Regions from separate parts of the Mus musculus genome. Here region 2 is linked to region 1. Evidence: chromatin contacts called from public Hi-C data. All regions are on one chromosome and are shown on one strand. The core of a region is the stretch at or near the end of the contact, and the rest is flanking DNA. Distances in the headings are between cores, read along the strand shown. Region 1 has its middle 14 kb from the start of 1700019J19Rik. Region 2 holds the start of Gm51286 (predicted gene, 51286).

Region 1 (7,819 bases), core at 3,901-6,400:
GCAGAATGTAGGTTAAATGGGTTGTTTCAAGTTATGATCTAGTCAGAGAAGAGCCTAGCTATATGGCCAAGGTATTTGTAAATATATTTTGAGTCTGAGTCATATTTCTGGGAGCATGGGTCTGGGAGGAAGAACCAGACCAAACTTCTACAAGTATCTCATTGCAGATGTATATTCTGGTTTGTAGACTCACTTTTTACTTTAAAACAATATTTTATTTTTTCCTTTGTGTGTATATATGTGTGTGCAGTTACTTACAGAAGCCAGAAGAGGAGCTAGTCCCATAGAGCTAGACTTACAGTTGTTCTTGACATGGGTGGGAACTGAATTTTGTTCCTCCATAAGAGCATCTCTGTAAGAAAGAGCACCTTAACTTCTGACATCTCTCCAGCCCTTACTTTTCCGAACAGAGAAGGTATTTTCTCTTGTAAGGAACATAATTCTCAAGTTGATTATAATTGAATTTATCAATCTTTCATTATAGTTCCTATGCAATATTAGCAATTCTACACAGACCTGAAATTGTACAGATGTTTTATATATTTAAATAGCCTTCCCTTGCATGTGTGTGTGTGTGTGTGTGCAGGATGTGTGTGTGTGTGTGCAGGATGTGTGTGTGTGTGCAGGATGTGTGTGTGTGTGTGTGTGTGTGTGTGTGTGTGTGTGTGCAGGATGTGTGTGTGTGTGTGCAGGATGTGTGTGTGTGCAGGATGTGTGTGTGTGTGTGTGTGTGTGTGTGCAGGATGTGTGTGTGTGTGTGTGTGTGTGTGTGTGTGTGTGTGTAGGATGTGTGTGTGTGTGTGTGTGTGCAGGATGTGTATGTGTGTGTGTGCAGGATGTGTGTGTGTGTGTGCAGGATGTGTGTGTGTGTGTGTGTGCCGAATGCAGCTCCCCATGCTTGCTCAGCAAGCACTGCACGTAGCTTTTGTTTGATAAGTTAGTAGGTTCACCTACTAACCCACCTCCCTTGATAGCTTTGTGGTTAATAAGTTAGTAGGTGTAACGTATCCCCTTGTGCCTTTCATTTACCTGGTGATCAAAGACACTAAGTACCTTGTCATGTGTCACTTGCATAAGTTACATTGTTAAATAAACAATGACTTATTTAGGAGGGGGTGTTGTTTATCAACTGAATCATAGGAATTTTCTACATATTCTACTTTTAAATTATTTATCAGATCTATGTACTCAAACAGTATTCCTAACCCACCTCCCTTGATAGCATCACAGTATTCTTAGTCCTAGAGTCAGCAGAGGTCTCTAATGAAGTCCAATATTGTCTTTCGGGGTATAGCTTTTTGTTACTCAATATTCAACTACTCGAAAGCCCAGAAATATCATCGTCTCAGGTTTTCTTCTGAAATCCAGTTTCCATTTATGTTTTGATTTGTGACATATCCAGAGTTGACCTTGTGTGTGGTACAAGGAGCAGAAGTTCTTGTTTTAGTTTCCCTTCCCTGGATTAGTTGCCCTGTTCCAGCATTACATATTTAAAACACCATCTTCTCTCTACTGTGGATCTGCTGAAAGTCAGAGAGATGACCATGAGTCTGTTTCTCTACTCTTAATTTTACCCCACTGCCATAGCTGACTGACATGGCCACTTAGCCTTATGTGTCTTCCATACAGAAGCTTGGCTTCTGTGATGCTATGATTGGCCTAAGGTATGGAGATCACAAGCTCGCTGGGCACATCCAAAATTCTTTTGGCTGCTCAAGTTCATCACCTTGAATAAAGTCTGCACACCTCAGCATATAAGTATGTACTGGGATTACATCAAGGCTGTAGATAAGTAGGAGGGAGCTTGTCTCTTTACTCAGTCTCTGTTTCTAAAGATGATGTACCACCCCACATGGTTTAGATCCTCGCAGCAATATTTTGAAATTTTCACAACTGAATGTCTTTTGGTAAGAAAGATATGTTCTGGGGCATTTGTTTTGCTTTTGTTTGTTTGCTTGTTTATGTGTTTGTTTTGTTTTATAGGGAATAGTACTATAGGTGGTATCTATGATTCCCATTTTTCCTTGCTTGCTTCAGCATACAAGAATCTCCTTGCTTTTTCGCATAGATTACTTCTCCTGAAACTGTAGAAACCTTATGACTGTGGCAACGAGCTGGTCAAACAAGCTTTTAGGAAGGACGTTTAAGTAAATTGTTGGTGGCATGTCACTTAGATGCATCCCTGGGGAGACATGAGCCTTCCTCTGCACAGAACTACAGATGCTTCTGTCAGCCTTTGCTGAGCACCTGCACACTTGCTCCTATAAGCAAATGAACCTGGAGATGAAGGGCTTCCAACCCATGCATAGCCAGCCTAGGAGAGCACGTGCACTTCATTCTGGCCAGAAGCTCAGCTGCACCTACCTGTGAAGACTGGGTAAACACTCTCAATGCCAGAGCTCTGTGCACATGAGGAATTGCTAGCATGGTGGATGTGTGGTAGGAGAGCCTACCCTTGTTTGTTGGAAACAAAGCTTAATTCCAAGGGTTCTCATTTACAGACAAGTTTCTCGATGACTGGTTGCTTCTTTCATCTCAACTTTCTGGCAATGGCCCAGGAATCTGACAGTCTTTAATCCTGCGGTATCTTCCTTTGCCCTCTATGCCTCTATCTTCCTCAATCATTTGGTTGCTCTTGGGAGAACTTCCAGCTTCCCTTTCCGTGTCTTTTAAATGAACACTTCACAACTCTACACTCCTTGTTACACTAAAGCAGATAGATGTTTTGATTGAAAGCTTTTCATTTCCGGAGAAAACGGAGGAACATAAAAACAACCTCACTATAATCATCTGCTTCTTGGTAATTTACCTTCTAATTTTGTTAAGTATAACTTAATGCTCTTCTTTGCCATGATTTAAAAATTCAAAAGAAATTGTGTCCTGAACAATAACAAACCTTACAAAGGCAGAACATAAATATTTTCAAACTCTGAATGCCAAGGTCCTGACCTGCCCCTTCCTACCAGTTAAAACTTGCTTCTTTAAAAACATCATTTGCAAAGTGTCCTTATCAATTTTAAAAAAGATATGGATGAGATTTACTGAAACCTTGAAACAATGCATATTGTATAGGATTTTATAAGAGGGATATTTCTTAAATCTTGACTTACTTGTAAGTCACCATATGTAGCTTGGACAGTGTTAACATTTACAGGATTTTTCAAAGCTAAGCTCCATGATAAAAACTTACTTCACAAATACTCTCTAAAGAAAGCTAGGAAATCTTTGCTGTGACCTCTCAGAGGGTCCTCAAGGTGACCAAACTCACCCAGCATTTGGTGCTAAGTGCACTAACCCTGAAAGAAGTTTAGTGACTTGTGAAGTTACACAGGGAATTAGATCTCAGTTTGGATGCAAACCATGTTTCTTGCTTGCTCAGCGCAGACCTCTTTCTCTCTCCACCTTGGGATCTTGTTTTCCTAGCAGGACTCTGGGGCCTCCACCAGCCCTGTTATACTGCCCACCTGGTCCTGCCAGCCTCCATCAGTGCTTTGACTCTTTCAAATCATCATGTCCTGCCCATTTTCTCTGGACCCTGATCCCAGAGGTCCTAACTGGGGTCAAAGTTGAATCTGAAAATCCTTTATTAAACTGATTATTAATGACAGTTTATGGCTCAATATACTATCCCTTATTTAGAGCTGCTTCAGTAAGTTACTCCATAGAGACAACTAACAAGAATGGTCCCTTGAGTTAAATTAATTGACTTCTCTGTATGTGCCAGGCATTAGGCTCAGAATTCTCTGTAAATCATGTCAAGGATCCTGTGCACACTGTCATTATCTCACTTGAGTAATGAGTTACAAACGAACATGCCCAATGAATGATGCGTTTAGAGACAGGTGGGGTTATCCTGCCCCACTTTGACTGATATCACTTAGAGAGCAGCTTGATGTCCTGGGCATGTGGCCAGCAAATGAGAGAAGCCTGCACTGTGTGCCAGCGTCCCCAGCTGCTGGCTCAGCGAGTGTCCTTGCATTGTGCTCAGTGTCCAGCAGTGAAAAGAGCTGGCTGGGTAGGATTGTCCTAAACTGTTCTACTGCCCAGGATCTCACTCAGAAGTTGCTTACAAGGCCAGGGTGATCCAGTGCTCCAAAACGTGTTGTTTGCCAGGGACCTGGGAGGAAGGCCCAGGTTACAGACCGCCTTCTTTTTAAATTATTATTTTATTTTAGTTGTTGTTGATGATGATGTTGTTGAAAAATGGGTTTTTGTTCATATACTGTATCCTGGTTGCAGTTCCTACTCTCTCTACTCCTCCAAATTCCTCCTTCCTCCACTTCTTCCAGTTCCTCCTCCCTCTACTCCTCCCAGTTCCTCCTCCCTCTACTCCTCCCATTACCTCTTCCCTCTACTCCTCCCAGTTCCTCCTCCCTCTACTCCTCCCAGTTCCTCCTCCCTCTATTCCTCCCAGTTCCTCCTCCCTCTACTCCTCCCAGATCCTCCTCCCTCTACTCCTCCCATTAACTCCTCCCTCTACTCCTCCCATTACCTCCTCTCTCTACTCCTCCCAGTTCCTCCTCCCTCTACTCCTCCCAGTTCCTCCTCCCTCTACTCCTCCCATTACCTCTTCCCTCCACTCCTCCCATTACCCCTCTCTCTACTCCTCCCTACTTCTCCTCCTTCTACTCCTCCCTATTTCTCCTCTTTCTACTCCTCCCTATTTCTCCCTACCTCTTTTCCCATCAGGATCCATCTCATTTCTGCCTCTCATTAAGAAACAAACAGGCTTCTTAAGGGATAATAATAAAATAGAATAATGAGACCGGTTCATCTGCACACTCACGAATTTCATGCAAACCTTAAACTGGAAGCCACAGTATATATGAAAAAGACCTGTATGATAAAAAGAGAGAAAAAATAAACATAAAGAATTAAATTAGGATTAAAAAGAAGATAATTCAAAAAAAAAAACAAAAACAACCACAAAACCCCCAGCACCCTGATGAGACGTTGTGAGACAAGGAACCTCAACTGTTACCACTGAGTTCATTTTCTGTTGGCATTTACTGCTGGGCACGCAGCCACCTTAGTCATAATTAGTTTCCCTAGTGAGACTTCCTTGGAGGAAACTAAATTGCAAGTGGTTATCAAATGGGTTGATAACTTCTGGGTTAGTGATGACGCCATGTGTCCACTTCTCCTTTCAGTTCTAAGACCCCACGTGGCACAGAGCCATGCAGGCCTCATGCACGCTGCTTCTATCTTTGTGAGCTTATATGTGCGTGGATTCTGTTGATTTAGAGGGCCTCATTTCTTGGTGTCCTCCATTATCTCTGTCCCTTACACTCTTTCTGCCCCCTCTACCACAGCCCTGAGGGGAGGAATTTGATGGAGATGTGCTGTTAAAGCATGAGTGTTCCACACTCCCACTCTCTGGATGGTATGTGGCTGTGGGTCTCTGATTTTCCCTTCTTCTCTAGGGAGAAACCTCTCTGAGGACGCTTGGGCAAGGCACAGAGTTACGAGTATAGCAGAGTGTCATTGAGGGCTATACTACTGCTTTGTTCTTTTTTTTTTTAATTTTTTATTAGGTATTTAGCTCATTTACATTTCCAATGCTATACCAAAAGTCCCCCATACCCACCCACCCCCACTCCCCTACCCACCCACTCCCCCTTTTTGGCCCTGGCGTTCCCCTGTACTGGGGCATATAAATTTTGCGTGTCCAATGGGCCTCTCTTTCCAGTGATGGCCGACTAGGCCATCTTTTGATACATATGCAGCTAGAGTCAAGAGCTCTGGGGTACTGGTTAGTTCTAGAACAAAGATCTAGTATCTAGTATTTTGTTTTACCCTATGTTCCTGGGCTGTCTAGTCTCAGGTTCTTGGTGACACAAGCAGTGCTTCATTTAGTGACAAGAGATGGCTAGTTGGAGTTCTTTCTTCACCATTATTTCATGATTTCTTTTAGATCATGTTCATCTATGAGTATATTTTAGGAAGCTTCAATTGTATTAGGTTTTAATAAATTTTAACTGTTTCTTCCCATATTCCTTTCCTTTCCAGCCCTCCCCTATCCATTGATAACTATCTATCCTATTTCCTTTAGCCACGGAAATGGATCTGTATCCTAGCCCCTTACTCTATGCCTAATCTCTGAGGGTCTATGGATTTTAGCCTGATTATCATTGACTTAACAGATAAAATCTACATATAAACTAATGCATACTATATTTGTCTTTCTTGGTCTGGGTTACCTCATTCAAGATGATTTTTTTTTCTAGTTTCATCAATTTGTCTGTGAATTTCATTGTGGTAGATCAATTCCCATCTACACTGATTTCCAAAGTAGCTGTACAAGTTTTCATTCCCACCAGCAGTGGACGAGTGCTCCCCCCTACTCTACATCCTTGATAGCATGAGCTCTCATTTTTTGTTTTTTTGTTGTTTGGTTTGGTTTGGTTTTTTTTTTTTTTTTATCTTAAACTCTCTAACAGCTGTAAGATGAAATCTCAAAGTAGTTTTCATTTGTACTTCCTTTATGGCTAATGATACTGAAAATTTCTTAATATGTTTCTCAGCCATTTGAGTTGTTTCTTTTGAGAAATCTCTATTTAGATCTGTACCCCATTTTTAATAGTTTTGTTGTTGTTTGTTTGTTTGATATCTACTTTTTCGAGTTCTTTGTATACTTTGGATATTAGCCCTCTATTAGATGTGGAGTTGGAAAAACAACAACAACAAAAAAACCAACCTTTCCTATTGTATGGCCAGCTGTTTTGTCCAAATGACAGTAACCTTTGCTGTTCAGAATTAGACTATGTTTATGAGGTCCCATTTATTAATTATTGATCTTAGTGCCTATGCTGAAGGTGTTCTGTTTGGAAAGCCTGTGCCAATGAGTCCAAGGCTAATCCCCACTTTATCTTCTATCAGGTTCCATGTATCTGTTTTATGTTGAGGTCTTTGTTCCTTTTGAAGTTGAGTTTTGTGGATGGGTAATTATGGATCTATTTGGGTTCATATACATTCAGACATCTAGTCTGACCAGCACCATCTGTTAAAGATGCTTTCTTATTTCTAACGTGTGATTTTATCTATCTATCTATCTATCTATCTATCTATCTATCTATTTACATATATATATGTATACACACACATATATATGTTTATATATATGTACACATACAACCAGGTGTCAATAGGTGTATGTGTTTATGCCTGGTTATCAATTTGATTCTATGTTTGTGTTTAAACCAACACCATGCTGCTTGCTTTATTATTATTCCCTGCAATGGTGGATCTGCATCTCTAGTTTGGCTGGATTTAGAATCATGGTAGACTCTGTGTGTGCACAAGGATGTTTCCAGAAAGGTTTAGCTGAGTAGAGAAGACTTCTCTGGAACATGTGCAGCGCCATTCTCTGGGCAGGGTCCTGACTGAGCAAAGGGGAGAAGACATCCCGGCAGCAGGTCCACTGCTCCTGTTCTGAGAGGACTCGGTGTGACCAGAGCCTCATGCTTTTGTTACCACGTCTTCCTGTCACCATGGACCACACCCTCATAGTTAGCAGAGTAAACCTCCTCTTTCTCAAGTTTCTTTGGGCAGGCATTCTGTCATGACAATAAAAACAGTAGCTATCATGCCCCATGTACAATAGATCCTATCTGCCATGTGACTCGCTCACCGAGCCTCATGCTGCCTGGGACTCCATCTATTTGATCTTGTCAGACCTTCAGTCTGAATTGAGCAGGCTGCATGCTCTGCAGAAACTACAGTAATGCCCTTCCCCGTGCACCCCAAGCAGGGTGCATAGTGCATAGATACATAGTAGAATTTTAATAAATGTGAATGAGTGAATGAATGAACTTTTTAA
Region 2 (7,819 bases), core at 3,535-6,034, 100 kb before region 1:
TACTATAGATTTTAGACAGATACAGTTCCCTTTTCATATAAAACTCATGGACATTTGTGGACTTGGGTATCTGTGGGGATCTGGCACCAATATTCCTTAGAAGGATAACTGTGTGTGGAAGAAAATGTTCACCTGGGCTTGCTTAAGTAACAAACATAAGCTAACTTTCTCTACGTGTCAGGAGTTACTCATCTCCCCAGTTTGCCCCACCAGCACACATGGCAGTTTTGAGTCTTAGATGAGTGTCTGGTTATAGTCCCCTGAGAAGCACAGAGTCTGTGTCCAAGACACAGGCTAGCCAGTGTGAGGGGGTTGTGAGAATCCATGGGATTGCTGCCAAGTGGCCACCAGCTTCAGGCATGAGGCAGCACTGTCTGGGACTGCAGAGACAGGCTGGATAACCTGAGAGACAGTGTAGCTGCTCCTCTATAGACAGTGGCAGGCTCACTGACTGTCTGAGGACCCCCCCCCCCCCCAGGGAAGCACACTTTCAGCTGGCTTCCAGTCTTTGAGATGTCCTGCTCTCCTCTAGCTTCCCAGTCTCCTTGGAACTAGACGCCTGCAGAATGCTGCTCTTTATCTGCAGGTAAGCAGCCTGGCAATGACAATGACGAGGTGCTTTACAGCTGCCCTTGATTGATCCAGATGTCAACTCTCTCATTTCTAAAAAGTGTTTAGTGTGTGCTGTGTACTTTCCCAAAGTATACAGTGCCTACTTGAATTTCCCTTTCCTGCACGAGATTTGTTAGTGCCCTTTAAGCAGGGTAGCTGGTGTCACTCACACCCCTCCAACACACACACACACACACCACACACACACACACACACACACACACACACACACACACACACACACCTCTCGTGTGCGCACACCGTTAACATCCCAGGATTTCAGAAGGCCTGAGATAGCATGGCCCTGAGAATCAGAGTGTTTGCTACTGTGCCACTTATGCCAGCTCCAGAACTCCGGGCTGCCACAGCCAATACTGTGCTATTTTTAAGACAACTAGAGTAAGAGGCAATTGCAACTGGACCTGGTAGTACCCACCTGAAATCCCAGCTACTCAAGAGGCAGAGGCAGGGTGATTGCAAGTTCAAAGAAGGCGTGCCTGTGCTACATACAGAGTGCTTTCAAGTCCAGGCTGGGAAACGTAGTGAGACCATGTCTCAAAATAAAATCAGTCAAGACATATAACTCGCTGGCTCTGAGGATTTTATGTTCAATATCAGAAAAGATATAAAAGGCAGAGGAGATTTGGTGGCTGATATAATAATTAGAAAAGCTACCCCAGTCGAAACCACATTTATGAAGAAGTTACTGCGCGGCTGAGGGAACAAACAGCCCTGTTGTACTAAGGAGAGCCTAGAACTGTAAGGAGCAGTGGCTCAGTCAATGTTCTGTGGCCTCAGACACACAAGCTGCACCTGGCTGCTGAACCCTGGCAGAACGTTTCTGGTCTCAGGGTAAAGAGGGAGATGTGCTATAAAGGCTGCAGTAAAGGCTGCAGGGACACCTAAGACATGTGCTGGATGGCACGGTTCAGAGTAGAATTTTGGAGCCATTTATAATCTGTATTCAGTCATATAGGTGCCCACTTGCACCCAGCAGCAGCTCACGCCTTGGTTCTCCATAGCTCAGTGTACATCCCTCCCCAGCCTGCCTACTTGTCTTTCTTTGTCCATCTAACAGAAGTGCAATTATTTTTCTAACATTAAAGACACATACCTCTCCCTCTCCGTTTAAATAATGCTTTGTAGCTGTGCATGGTGATGCAATCCTAGCATGTGGGATGTGGTGGAGTCAAGGAGGATCAGAAGTTCAAAGCCAGCCTTGGGTACATAAGGAATTGGAGGTCTGCATGGGCCGCATGATACCTTGTTTAACAAAAAAAAAAAAAAAACAAAAAAAAAAAAACAAAAAAAAAAACCCAAAAACAAAACCAACCAACCAACCAAACCAAACAAAACAAAACAAAAAAACCAAAACAAAATAAAAAACAGAGGAGAGAGAGGGAGGGAGGGAGGGAGGGAGAGAGGGAGGGAGGAGAGAGAAAGAGAGGGTCCTTTAGGACTAGGCTCTCTTATAATGTCAGACAAACCCTTGGGTCCCTGGTTCACCTCTGTATGGTTTGAATAAGTATCCATACAGATGTGAAATATATATTTAATATATTATGACCACATAGCAGTTAGGAACCATTCTTCTTAAAGTGGCACCTGTAGGAACAGTGGGGAGGGCACAAACTATTACAGATTGTCCAACTTCAGATTATACTGACCCAGGCAAACTGATATTTCTAGGCAAATTACCATATATGCTAAGCATCTATGTACGTGGGGGCTGATTTAATTTATCTTCTGGCTTATTTTAAGAGAAGAGTAGTGGAAGATAGTTTGTATTTATAAAAGTGTGTGTGTGTGTGTGTGTGTGTGTGCATGTGTGTTCCAGAGGACAAGCTCAGGTATTATTCCTCAGTGCTTTTTTGAGACAGAGTCTCTCATTGGCCCAGAACTCACCAAGTAGATTGGTCTGGCTGTCTCACAAGTCCGTGGTCTCTACCTCTCTGCCACTGGGATTATGACCACGGGCCACAAGGACCAGCTTTTTTTTCACATGGGTCCTGGGAGAATGAACTCATATTCTCGTGCTTGCCTGTCAAGCATTGTTTCCAAGACTTGTCACCCTGCATTTTGATTTTAGCAGATTGCAGGACCCATTTCTATGACTACAAGAGACCTCAGACTCCAAGAGAAGAAGAAAGCAGGGGCTATCAATTAGAGAGCTAACACTTGTGGTGTTTCAGCTGGAATGGTCTATGGTTGGTGGCTTGATGTAGGTTCCTGGACATACAATTATTCCCCACAAGGGCTCCAGCAGGTTCATGGCTCCGTGCCTGGTTTACATCCATAAAACATGATGATAATAGCACATGCCACCTACCTGCCTGTCCTGGGGTGTCTGAGGACAAGTTAACATTTGTACTCTGCTTTGAAACTGTGGGATGAAAGGTGTGAACGAACTACAAAGCAGAACTCTGCTTGGCGATCAGCACTTGCTTCTGAGCCACACTCTGGTCCTGGTGGAAGAAGGAAGGGTGGGCAGGAAAGGGGAGAGGCGGAGGACTGTGGACTGTCACCTTGGAGGAAAGCAGAGCTGAAGACTGCTAGGTGCAATCCGTTGTTGACAGGAGGGTGTGTGATCTGCTAAAAGCAAAAGAGAACAAAACAAACAAACAAACAAACAAAAAGCCAAAATGAAAATGGAGCCTCCCACTGGGGCATTGGAAGCTGAGGAGCTAGCCTCCTGCTCTGCCGTGCTCTCCCTGGCTACTACTTATCTTCCTGCTCTCTTTTCCTTCTGTGGGGTTACTGTCTCCAAGCAGAAACTAGAATATACTGTGATAAGGGTCCAGCCAGCCAAACGTAAGCCCTTAACATTTGCCCTTGTGTTTTGCCCTGCCTTGTATAATGATCCTTCTGGTGTGTGTGTGTGTGTGTGTAATTAAAACTTTACATACATAGTAAGAGTAGTCATTGTAGTGTTCCAAGCAGAATTGGTATTAGTAGATTCTTCTCCCACTCATCCTCCCCCCCACTCCCCTCCCCCAAACCGTAGCCTCTTCCCATAACCTCCGACCCACTTTGATGTCATGGGTCCATTTGCTCTGATCCCCCTCTTCAGCATCTTTTTGATCCTGTCTTCATCTCCTTCCTAGGTTTTGTGTGTGTGTGTGTGTGTGTGTGTGTGTGTGTGTGCTTTACACACACTTACATACACGTGTCAGACTAGGCTTAGCATATGAGAGAGAATGTGGTTCTTGTCGTTTTTGAGGCTGAGTCACCTCAGTATAGTCCTTTTCATTTCCATTAAGTTTCCCCAGATTTTCATCTCACCTCCAGTGCAGCTGAATACAACCCCACTGTGTATGTGTATATTTTCGTCATCTCGTCCTCTGTTGATGGCTGATCCCATCTCCTTGCTATTGTGAATCCAGCAGCACGAAGCCTGGTGTGCAGATCTCTTTGTGGTAGTATGTGGAGTCCTTTGGGTCTATGCCCAGGAGTGGTATTGCTGGATCATATTTTAATTAGAAACTTCCTAGTGATTTTCCTAATGATTGCACCAGTTTGCATTCCTGACAGCAGTGAATTAGAGCTGCCCTCTCCTCACATCTTCCCCAGATGTTGTCAGTTTTCTCGACACCAGCCACTCTAACTGGAATAAGACAGAATCTCAATGTCGTTTTAATTTGAAATTCCCTGAATGATTGTTGAGATCAGACTAAACCCTGTTCTAAGTTGCTCAATGTTCTATAAGACTGTGTTTTCTAAGACAAAAAAAAAAAAGACAGCTGGGAAATATATTTATTCTGGTATACATAAAACCTCAAGTTGCCTGATGTAGTCAGAGCTCTGCTTATCTCCATAAGGAAAGCCTGAAGTCACACAAGCAAACAAGAAAGCTGAAACTCCACACAGTTGATACAGTGGCTTGCTTTTTCTCTGGTGCTTCGTCTGAGTTATGGGGAGGAGTGGTGGGAGGGTCATGTTCAGAACATCTTCAAATTCTCAGGCTCGCTGAACTAAAGAACCACAGCACGACATTACTGTGCTGCCCGCACACTAGGGGATATCAAGTTCACCCCTACCATCCCGTTTGTCAGTGTTGCTGTTAATAAGCTGTCCAAGGAGCCAGCCCCCCGCCCCTGCAACTCTAAAGGTATTCATCATCTTCAAGCACTACGATTATTGGCCAGAAAAAAAAAAATAGTAGTGGCTCTGGCAGCCAGCCAGGAGCAGCTCCATAGCTGCCCCTTCACTTTGCATCTGTTCTCTGACCTCTTTAGCTCACCAAGCTGCCACGTGCTATTTCTCTTCAGGCTGTTAATAAAATAGGTGCATGAGCGTGCACGAGCATGCACATGCACACACACAAATACACACACACACACACACACACACACACACACACTCCAGAGATCTTAACAGAAAACAAGTCCATGCTTGTGGGGAGCCTAGACAGGCCAGGGAAGCAAGGCTGTGGTGGCTGAGCCGTGAACTTTCAGTTTCCTATCCTGCCAGATGGTTTCCACCTCCATTTCAGTTCCAGAATGCCTTAAAGCTCAGGGCTAGCAGCCTGCCTACCTTAGTGACATCTGTGTTTCTAGGAAGCCAGTCTTCTGCAAGTCCCTTCCCAGCCTGCTTCCTCTGGCAGGGCACCACTGCCTTTGTCAGAGGTCTCAATGGAAGCTCCTTAAAAAGCAATACTCACAAGTGAAGGGACACTCACAGCCTATGTGTCTTTTGCAGTTGACAGCAATTTCAGGGAAGACACTAACTCACTTGACTCCTCAGCACAAGATTAGTAGCAATCCCACTCCTGGTTGAGGTAATGAACCTGGGTGCTCTGAAGAGGGCATGCGCACTGAGGATCTGAGACTTGTCTCTTTTCCCTTCCCAGAGTAGCTCTGGTCCCTTTCCACCTACATCATTCAGAGCAGCTGTGTTTGCTGAACTGTCCCATGGAGTGGGAGGCCTAGAAAGTGTTTGTCACCTCTGTGAACACAGTGTGTCTCAAACACAGTAGGTTCTAGAGACTGTTTGCAGAATGGATGAATGAATGGATGAATGAATGAATGAATGAATGAATGAATGAACAGAGGTGTGTTTATCAAGCCCACCCACACCGCAATCAGTTTCTAACAGGTTCTCAGCAGTTGACCAAGCCTGGTGCCCTCTGACAGTGGTACAGGGTCCTTCACCTTGCAGGGTCTCATTCATCTCCTGTCTTCACACTGGGTACTGGTCCTTTGCATCCTTCTAGGGGCTGAGCCAAGACAGCTGCTTTTCCACTCTGGTCTTTTCCCAGTTGAATCCCTGCTTTTATCCACCCACCCCCACCCCACCCTGTGAAACCTTTCCACCTGGCTCGAAGCCAGAGAGGCCTCTAAGTCACACTCAGAATTTCCATGACAGTAAACAGACTAAAAAAACCCCAAAGCTTCCCAGACTCTGAGAGGTCTCTTCCAATCCCACCGTGCCTGGCAGCATCCTCCCCGCACCCCACTTTAATACAGGCCTGTGGAAGGTCAATGACTCCTTTAAAAATAAAGGCGTGGTGGCTGAGTGCCCAGCTAGAACCAGCTGACAGTGCAGTTCTGTACAGCCAGCCCTCTCTTCTCTGCAGCAGCCTCCAGGCAATCTTTTCTCTAAGGTCTGCAATCTATTATGCTACAGTTAACTGCCACATTCAAATGTAAAAACAGATCCTTGGATCAACACCCCATAAAAAGCCAAGAAAAACGTGGTGGTGTTCTTTCCTGGCTTGAGCTTAGAGATTTGCAAGGGGAGAATCCTGGGCCAGAGAGGGCCAGGTGCCCTTGCTGGTTCACTGTAACTCCAGCAAGTTAGAGTCCCGGCACGCTGCAGCACTTCTAGGCATTGGCACCCTTGCTGGGGAGAGGAGGAGCAAGAGATGCCAGAGGACCAGTGACCAAAGTCCTGCACAGGAGCAGAGAGTGGAGCAGAGAGTGCTGGCTAGAGGCCTGCCAGCGCTTTCGTTTCACCCAGCTCCCTCTTTGATTCCGGTCTGGACTGGATCATCCTCGAAGATGGCTCTTTTAGACCTCCGCTCAAAACCTGCTACCCAGCTAAAATACAGATGTTTTCTTAAAACAAAGAACCATCACGCCTGCGGCGCGGAGAGCCTGGCTGCGCGCGCCGAAACACAGATTTTCATGCTTCCATGGACATGACTTGCTTTGCTGCACAAAATGAAAAAAAAAAAAAAAGTTTGTTAGGAAAGATCATAGGTGCATTTGAAGCTTTGGAAGAAAGCTGCTTTTATTCCCATTCCTGTGAGCTCCTTACCTTCCTCCCGAGCCTTGGGAGCAGTAAGCATAAAGTGGCAAGGATATTCTAATAACCAGATTTAATCTGTTCGCCAGGCAGTTGCTATAGCCACGCCCGTCTCCTTACACCTGTAGGCTGCTGCTCGTCCTGTGTCTGCCTGGCTGGACCAGCTGTTGCCCACCAGCTCTTGAGATCACAGTTTCTCTTCTGTGCCTTAAGAAGGTTTGATACCTTGTTACCACAGATATACATTTCCCCCATATTTTCCCTCTTCACCTGTTTTTTAACGAGTATTTGGGTTGTTTCTCTATATTGGCCATTATAAATAATCCAGAGTTTACATTTAATCCAAATGCAATCAGAGTTAAATATGCAACCTGCTCTTGGTGCAGAACTTGAATTCATTGTGTGGCCCACGTGGCCATGGTCAGGTCCCAGTTTCTATACTGTCTCTTGTTCCGTGAGGGTAGCTTAGTACACATGGGGCACACAGAGTATGTGTCAAATGGGTACAAAGACAAATTGGAAAGCAGGTTCTACAACAGTTTCAGTCGTAGTGGAGAACCCAAGAAAGACGACAGTGCCAAAGGCATGCTGCCTCCTGCTTTGGAGACTCGAGGGAAAGAAGCGATCACTTTAACACCAGCATGGGCCTGCTTAGGGCTGTGCAGAGAGCCTTGACCTTACACCGCTGTCCAAGTGACCCCATCTGCCCTGTGTTGTCTGAAGAAAGGTTTGTGTCACCCTTGTCTGCCATTTTCTCCCACATTCTCTTGTGTAGTGGTCTTCAAGCCAAGTTCCCCACCTGAAGTTATTTCAGCTAATGTCTATTTCCTGTCTGGACTTCTTCAAAAGGGAGATGAGCTGTGTGACGAAAAGGACGGTGCCTGCTGCTTTATTGTGATGTTTTCAAATGTTTAGAATAATGTCTAGCATATAGCAATTATACAATAAAGAGTTATTGAAC

Evidence for each region. A called contact is a pair of places that touch in the nucleus more often than the background predicts.
Region 2: a Hi-C map of pre-pro-B cells shows a contact between it and region 1, with 1.7 times the contacts expected there. The contact joins two enhancer-like sites. A contact is called at or near these places in 1 of 15 datasets of contacts at CTCF or cohesin (CD8 T cells), 10 of 484 Hi-C or Micro-C datasets (Th1 cells, muscle stem cells, nephron progenitors and 4 more) and 3 of 115 datasets of contacts at active chromatin or transcription factors (the 230-238 cell line, CD8 T cells and stem cell-derived neural progenitor cells).

What each region holds. Positions count from the first base shown.
Region 1 is chr9:14,071,707-14,079,525 of GRCm38.p6, reverse strand. No RefSeq gene overlaps it. Among named protein-coding and RNA genes, the nearest start is that of 1700019J19Rik, 14 kb to the left of the region's middle. Within about 2 kb of position 5,150, at least 62 of the 459 cell types and tissues checked have an H3K27ac peak or open chromatin away from gene starts, as enhancers often do. A contact at or near this core is called in muscle stem cells and pre-pro-B cells, where this site is marked.
Region 2 is chr9:14,172,481-14,180,299 of GRCm38.p6, reverse strand. It overlaps Gm51286 (predicted gene, 51286), which reads left to right and starts at 228; the gene lies at 228-273. Within about 2 kb of position 4,784, at least 171 of the 459 cell types and tissues checked have an H3K27ac peak or open chromatin away from gene starts, as enhancers often do. A contact at or near this core is called in muscle stem cells and pre-pro-B cells, where this site is marked.